Regions from separate parts of the Gossypium raimondii genome. Here region 1 is linked to region 2. Evidence: chromatin contacts called from public Hi-C data. All regions are on one chromosome and are shown on one strand. Each heading gives the region's core, a stretch centred on a gene start, on an enhancer-like site or on the middle of the called end of the contact. The rest is flanking DNA. Distances are from core to core; before and after follow the strand shown. Region 1 has its middle 3.2 kb from the start of LOC105794763. Region 2 has its middle 16 kb from the start of LOC105794762.

Evidence for each region. A called contact is a pair of places that touch in the nucleus more often than the background predicts.
Region 1: a Hi-C map of leaf shows a contact between it and region 2, with 1.6 times the contacts expected there. The contact joins two enhancer-like sites. A contact is called at or near these places in 2 of 2 Hi-C or Micro-C datasets (both in leaf).

What each region holds. Positions count from the first base shown.
Region 1 is chr3:54,980,862-54,984,913 of ASM2569854v1, forward strand. No RefSeq gene overlaps it. Among protein-coding and RNA genes, the nearest start is that of LOC105794763, 3.2 kb to the left of the region's middle. Within about 2 kb of position 2,295, the one cell type or tissue checked has open chromatin away from gene starts, as enhancers often do. A contact at or near this core is called in leaf, where this site is marked.
Region 2 is chr3:54,905,843-54,909,973 of ASM2569854v1, forward strand. No RefSeq gene overlaps it. Among protein-coding and RNA genes, the nearest start is that of LOC105794762, 16 kb to the left of the region's middle. Within about 2 kb of position 2,494, the one cell type or tissue checked has open chromatin away from gene starts, as enhancers often do. A contact at or near this core is called in leaf, where this site is marked.

The sequences.
Region 1 (4,052 bases), core at 1,045-3,544, 75 kb after region 2:
ATAGCTTCTTCCCTACTATTATTCTATGTAGGTAAATAAATTAAAAGCTGAAATTCCAGCAACGAAAAATAGGAGCCTAAATAATTAAAAAAGGATGGAAGCAGTGAGGCACATTTGACATTAGACAAATTGTGTCCGTACCTTACAATATATATGCAATTAATGTGGTTTATCAAATGAACCACACCCTACAGCTTCACTGGTTGGTTGGTCATTGATGAGTAATGTCGAAAGGTAACACCACACTTTGTCTCTTCCAGCTCCCCTCAAGGAAGCTTATGTGTTAATTTTAAGCTATTTACAGAGAATCTGCGTCTGCTAACTTGGTGAGGTGGGGGAAAATGGGGACTTAAATTGGAAACATAATCACCATCCAATCAAGCTCAGTTGTTGTTATACAATATGACTTCTATTATTGATCTCTTGCCAATTAGAAACCTTAATTTGCAACCAACAGGAATGGTCTTGAATTGTGTTGTGACACTGCTGTCAGCATTTCCTAGCAACAAAGTTAATTAGCCAATTGCCCCCCAACTTAATGGCAATTGATAAAGAAAGGAGTCTAAGTTCTTGGAACCACTAGGGGTTCTCTCTCTGTGTGTCTTTCTAATGGATTTAAGCTGGGTTGCAACTTGAAGCCATTATCAGTATCTTTTCAAACTTTTCAAGTCGAGATCTATGTCTTAAATCATCTCTAACCTGAAAGAATACAATAACAGTTATGTTGTCAGTGTGAGTACAAACAAGACATGTTAAAGTGAGTTTGATAAAGTCTTAATTTGCTTAAAAAAGAAAGGACCAATTGATGGAGGTGCAAACACATGAAGCATGCATGCAGGCCTGTTTCTCCTATACAAGCTGTTAACACTTTTTTACTCTCAGGACTCTCCATCTAGTTAGTTTTGATATTAGAGCATCATTATTACTCTTTACTTTTCTTACATGTAGCATTATTTTTATCCAATCCCCAATTCATGTTTTTTATATATATAAAATTTATTTCTTGTTGCAAGGACAAATTAAGTAACCCGGTGGTTGGTTTTCCTTTGGAAGGTGAGATATTATTACAGAACTTGTGCACTTCTTAGTCCCAAGAACTCCAACTAACCATTTGATAGTTTGTTGGTGTTTTCTTTTCTCTCAAGTTGACTAGAAGATGATGAAAAATGGGACCCCATTACATGCAAATCCAACCCATATTTCTTCATCTCCCCCACATTTTTGAAATCAGCAGCTGCAACCTTAGTGTCTGAAAATGCCTGGAATAATTATTAATTTAGGATTTAAATATTTAAGATCTCTTCAGTACTGTACTGATTAATAGGTTGAGAGAGATGAGGAATAAAATAAATGAATTTGGTTGAGAAAACAATGGGATTCTTATAAATCGGCAACTAAGAGCTTGTGGGGAAAGAGAAGCTTACGTGTAAGCACTTAAGCAAAGATAATGAATGGCAAAGCCACCTAATGCATCATCCTAGGGTTTGTCCACTAACTTAAAACAGCTGATTAAACTAAATTATAAATTGGTCAAAAGGGCAGGTGGTCACCCCCAAAATCATACTTTTTTTTCGGTGCAAAGTTAAGTTTAGGATCTTAAAACCTTTCAACATGTCCATAAGGTCGGTGACAGGTCTTCTCCTCATCATCCATTGGCACTTCCCTAAAGCCATTTTTCTTAACCTTTTTTTTTTGTTGTTGTTGTTAAAAAGTGACTGTTTTAATTGATTAGGGTTAGCATGCATAGTCAAGTCTTGTATCATTTGAATAGAAATATCTAGATCCGATAATTTCATACACGACAAAGATTAGAAAGTTTCGGAAAAACAGAACACAATATGATTATTTTTTCAAGCAAGTAAAATGTATAGCGAGAAAATGGAAGATTGTTGCATTTGAAATGGGTGGCTTGGAAGAATTTGATAATATGAATGGTGAAGAGAGAGAGAGAGATATATATATATAGGTAGTACAAGTGGGAAGCCAAGGAATAAGGTTCCACGAGAGAATCTTAATTTGATTGGATACTTTTGGAGGTTTAACTCCCATAGTTCAGCTGATCAAAGCTTTTGGTGAATTTGGTTTAGTGTGAGAGAAAAGAAAAAAAGAAAGGTGCAGAAGCTAAAGCACAATGATGTTCATAGGTTTGAAAACTGGTGCACTTGCGTTATATTCATTTTTTGTTTTTTTTTTATAAGATGAGATTTGCTTTATTGACATATACGGCTCGTAGTGGTTGGTGAGGCAGAAAGTGGTAAGAAAATCAAATTAATTCCCCACATCAAAGCCTAGAACACAAAACCAGCTGTGGATTGGGACCCAAAGTTTTTGCTTCATCACTGCCATTGAAACCGATGTCAACACCCACTTAACTTAAGTCGTCTCTCACTTTTACTCGTTAATTTACTAATAGATTTGTAGTGGGAGAAGTCACCGCCCAATGAAGTTCAACCTGTGTAATTAAATAAATTTAAAGCCAAATATGGGTATGATTTCTTAGTCACCATGATCCAATCAGATTTCAGTGCTTACTCATTTTCCAATCAAATTTCATCACTAAAGTAGTTCGCCAGTTCCAACATTATTCAGGACTGGGATAAATAGTGTTGGGACCAGGGAAATTTCAGACAGTCATTTCTGGCTAATTTCATTGTGCTAACTTTGTGCCAACTGGTTGGAACTTGATACACAAGTTTAAAAAGTGTTAAGGAATCGATTCAATATTCTATAATTTCTATTACTTAATAATTTTCCTAATTAACTATTTCCAAGGGTTAACTCAAGATTGGTTGATAATAATTAAACTCAAAAACCTTTCTTTTCTTTTCTTTTTATGGGGACAGAAAATGACTTGGGACATTATGGTGGGCACATCATCATCTTTTTCTTTCACACATAAATAAATATCAAATTTCTTGTTGTTGGGTGGCTAGATATGCTCTATCTCAAGCCTGTCTACGCTTACATTGATTTTTATACTTGCTTTTTTTTTTTCTCCTACTAGTTATAACCAGAAACAATTAATGGCCAAAGAAATCATTTGCGTAACATGCAGACCAGCTAGTTCACCAAAATATGACATTCACCCTGGTTAGTTTCTTTTCATGCTAACGCATAAATTTTAAAAAAGAAAGAAAGATTTCTATTTATGTTTTAGGTGCGAAATGCACCCATTTTTACTATTTTTTGGAAATATCAATTTCTGTAAAACCTGTTGATTTTTCTAAGAGAAAATTTTTTATGCATTTCAACTTAATTTGTCGAGGTGTTTAAAATAATTTAATAAAATTACTTAAAAGAAAATTTTAACAAAAACATAATTTAAAACTTAATTTGATATTTAAAATTTAAAATGTTACAACTTGAGCCCGTTCGGTCCGTCCGTATTAAATTTTTATATAAAATAAATTTAAAAATATAATATATCAAATACACTAAAACATTAAAATAAATGTTTTCCAACAAATGAAAAAATAAAAAATACTTAAATAACACTAAAATAAATGTAACTTAGCAAGTAAATACCTCTAAAATAGTTACAAAATTAATAATAAAATAAGAGTTATACAATATCCAAACAATAACAACAAAATAGAATCAATATAATAGTGAAATGATAGCAAAACAATAAGGCCTGGCCCTTTTAAAACACAAACATTATTTTTTATCCAAGATTATTTTTTGAGCCTATATTTTTGTCAAAACACTTTCATTTTTTTAGCAGACCTTCAAGTCAAATCGAATGACCCGGACATGGACAAATCTACTCATAAGTCAATCGAAATATATATTATTTTATTCATATGATCAGTAGTCCCATTTTGTTTTTAATGTTACACTATTGTGTTTTTAAAAAAAATTTAGATCATTTTATTTAAAATAGTTGATTCATATAACAGTTTGCAAGTCGATTTAAAATATGTATCTAACATAATAAAAAAGTTTAAAAATACTTTTATTAATTTTTTAATTGTAACATGAGTAATTAAAATGATTAATCTGCGTGTGGCTTAAAACCCAAATTCAATTGTTCGAAAATATATTTTTTATTT
Region 2 (4,131 bases), core at 1,244-3,743:
TTCAACAAATTGAATTGTTTTTTTTCATATCACTTTCTTTGATTTTAAAATATCTACTAATATTGGGATTGCTTTCGACATATTGGAGTACCAAGATTTCGTATTAATTGTACTTGAATAATCTATTTTGAATAAAATATATATTATTTGGCAAATACAAATAAAAATTTTTGAAATCATATTTTAAAATTGTTTATATGTAGTATGCTTTTTTTCTTTGTTTATATGAATTTTTGGTCCGACTTGACTTATATCAAAAAATAATTTGATGAAATATTATAAGTTACGTAATTCAAGTTAATTTTTAAAATTAATGAATTTGATATATATTATTTTTAAATTTTAATCAAACTCAAGAAAAAAATAATTGTAAGCTAAAATTAGAAAAAAATATAAAAATAAAGAAGTTATTAGTAATATGATATATTAACAAATAACACTTATGTTTTTAACCTATAGTAAACACATGGTAAAAAGAGTAATATGTATTTCAAATTTCAACAACCAAACACTTCTTCATCATTTTGAAACTTGTGTATTATTTAATATATCACTCATCTTTAGTAAAAGTACTATGGAGGCCATTATATTAGGAGCAAGATTGCATTTTACTCCCTCTACTAAAAAAATGGATAAATTAGTCCTTGTACATTATATCAAAGAGTAATCTGGTCATTTCTGTTAAAAATTTCATTCATTTCTACTGTTAAAAATTAGTGTGGCTAACAAAATAATCAGACGCCTACGTGTACCTCATTATGACATACAAAAACTAATTTTTAATGATAGAAATGGATTAAATTTTTAGCAGAAGGATCAACTTGCTCTCTATTCTAACACACAGGGACTAATTTGTAAATATTTTCAGTAAAGAAGTTAAAATGCAATCCATCTTTTAGTGTAAAAGGCCTCTATAGTATTTTTACTCTTCTCATTTGCATTAAGTGCACCAAATGTGGGCTATTGGGTAAAAACGAGTTACTAATAATGAGGGAAATGGATTTGGACCAATTACAAGCCTAAAAGATCCAAGTAAACTAAAATCAACCTAATGTAGACTTAATAAAGCCTAACGTCAAAATCCAAAACATGGATCAATTTGCATTCAGCCCAAAGCTGGAAAAATAGTTGAACTTGATCCAATCAAATGGTTGACTCCAATTCAAATAGATTTCAGGTTGGTTTAACAAATTAAGTTTTCAATTACTAGATTCAAATTTATTCCAGTTACGTCTCTGCACAAAATCTAGTTTCTACCATCATCATCATCATTTATAGTTATTATTTATACAAAAAAAAGAAAAAAAGAAACTCATTGTCGACATGCATCGAGTTATTTAAGAGTAGTTTGAGTTCAACTAAATAGATTTTATGAGATAAGATAGAAATAGCAAATGTAGAAATATCATCATTCTTAATAAGCCATTGCTTGCATCCTGCAATGGATTGGTTTAAAGTTTAATGTTCAAACACTGATAAAAGTGATGGTAAATAAATAGATTAATTTAACTTGTGATAATGGGTTTTCTAACAGAAAGAAAATGAGATATTAAAATTTGAGGAGTAGCATGAAGCACCCACGGAAGTACTCGAACTGTGTATGTTTTTAAATAATAATAAAACACACATTTTGTATTAGACTTTATCTCATATGTGTTTGAATCCAAAATCCATTTGTAGCTTCTACTAATATATAGGTAAGACTAAGACCAAGTCTAAGACCCTTCTCTGCTTGGGATTTTCCCTGCAGACAAAACCGTCCATAACTCAAGGCTTCTTCTTTATAATAAGAACAACTTTTTCTTTGTATATTAGTATAATATGCTTGAATTGAAACCCTCATCTTCATATATATAAATAATTGAGTAGAGCGGGTGGGTTATATTAGTATAATGTTGAGTGATTGCAAACAAACTTTTCCCATGTGATGTGATGTGATGTGATGAGTTTTACTCTCTACAAACCAAACCTCTGAACTTCTGTGTTCACACACTTTGTGTTTAGATGCTATGCTATTATGGTTGAAAATGAATGTCGGGGCGGCGCCAAAGTAGGCAAAGGTTTTATTCAAAATTGAAAAATTAAATCTTAATACAATATCATATATATTGCTGAAACTAAAAAAAAAAAAACAGAAAATGTTGGAGAATGAAAGGACTTGACATGTATATATATATTGGTAACTTTTTTTTTTTTTTGAAATCAGAATTTCTACTCATCTCATGAGAAAAATTGAATCCCTAATTTCATAATTAAAGGAAGAAGTGAGCAAATATATACATACTATTCAAAGTACATCAATTATCAGCTTGTGATCAAAATCAAGGGTGGGACATAGGGTAACCAGGATATACGTCAAAACAAAGAGAGAGAGAGAGAGGGGATATATATATTTCTAGAATCCGAAAAATGAAAATTTCAATTTACCCCAAAAGAAAAAAGAAACAAAAACTCCAAGGTATGCTTTGTCAAGGCATGTGGAGATGTCCCCTCCCAAACTCAAGCGTCTGCAGGTGAGACGTAGCGTGGGTTGTGCTTGTGTTAGCCCACCTATGTCTCTCACTTTATTAGATTACCATTTTTATTTTTGTCTCTCTTTCACACGAGATTTTTTCTTTCACAAGGGAGATTTGTTTTTTAACAAAGCATCATAGACAAGAAGAAATAGGTTACAAATAATTTTAAATTTAATGTTAATTAATTTGAACTCACATGAATTTTGTCTCTATATGAATGATTTGATTAACTCATAAAGAAGATTTGACATTTAGAAATAATTTTATCTATTATGTTGTAAGTACGAGAGTTTTGATTCAATCTTTAACAATTCTATTCTCCTTTAAAATAAATGAGACATAATAAATTTATTATATTTTCTTGAAATTAAAAGAAAATTATTATGAAGACATTAAAGACAAAAACTCTTTATTTAAACTAAAATGGCAAATTGGCAATGCTTTTATATCCTATATGCAGACACAATCTAGACTTGTAATAATATAAGCTTTTTTGGGGGGGTAGTGTAATATAATCTAAGTTTAGGTCCATGTTAGATTTGTAATAAAATATAGTTAACATCATAATGTGATTTGATTAATTCAATTATATAGAGAGGGGAAGAGAGAGAAATGGGTCACTTCATCACATGTCTTAAAAGCTAACTCCACCCAACACTTTAATATTAGGATTATATAAAAGAGAAGTAGGTAGTGTCACTTGGAATATATGGAAGGGTCTCAATTTGAGTCACATCCACATTATTTGGGATTATGTTTTAAAAGTGCTTTGAACATATCCATAAAAGGGATTTCAACTTGAAAACTAAGTCACATTTTGGAACATCTTTCTATCCTTTTTGGATCCTTTAAAAAAAGAATCCTTGCATAAAAGAAACACAAGATGATTAGAAAGTTAATGGAGGCCAATACGACACAAGATCATATCTCTACTATACTTTATTTTATTTTATTTCATATAAAGAGAGTTTAATTTGAAAATACAATAATAATGTAGAATTCACTTAGTTTTGTTGTTGCGGTTTGAAAAATAATGTGTTGTGAAAAAATAATATGATAAATTTTGTAGTATGTGACAACGCATTGTTCTTGTCATTGGATCAAGAAGTTGTTGACTATAACAAATAAAATTTTAGTAAATAAATAGGCTATTATACAAATTATTTTTAAAAATTCTTTAAACATTTGAATCATTTTAGAATTCGTGAATATATAATAGATGAATACAGTTTTAAATTTAAAATAAAACAGAGAATATAGTTCTATACATATTGATTTTAAAAAGAATTTGATGTAGCAAGCTATGGCCGTCAAAAAGTATTTTTGGAGCTAATCACTAAATTTGCATTATGCTAATACAATACCTTTTATTGTGCCAAATTCAATTAGAATAATATATATGAAAAATATAAAATAAAATTTTGTTTCAATCCATTGTGAATAATTAATCTTATCCAAAAATAATAATTAGTTGATTTATATATATAAGGCTAGTTGAGGATTAATTAATTAAAAAATAAAATACAACTTAAAAAGTAAAAAAAAAAGGGTTAACTTTTGTTGATGAACACAAACAAAGTGGGGCATACATATTGATTCGGGAAATCTTAAAATG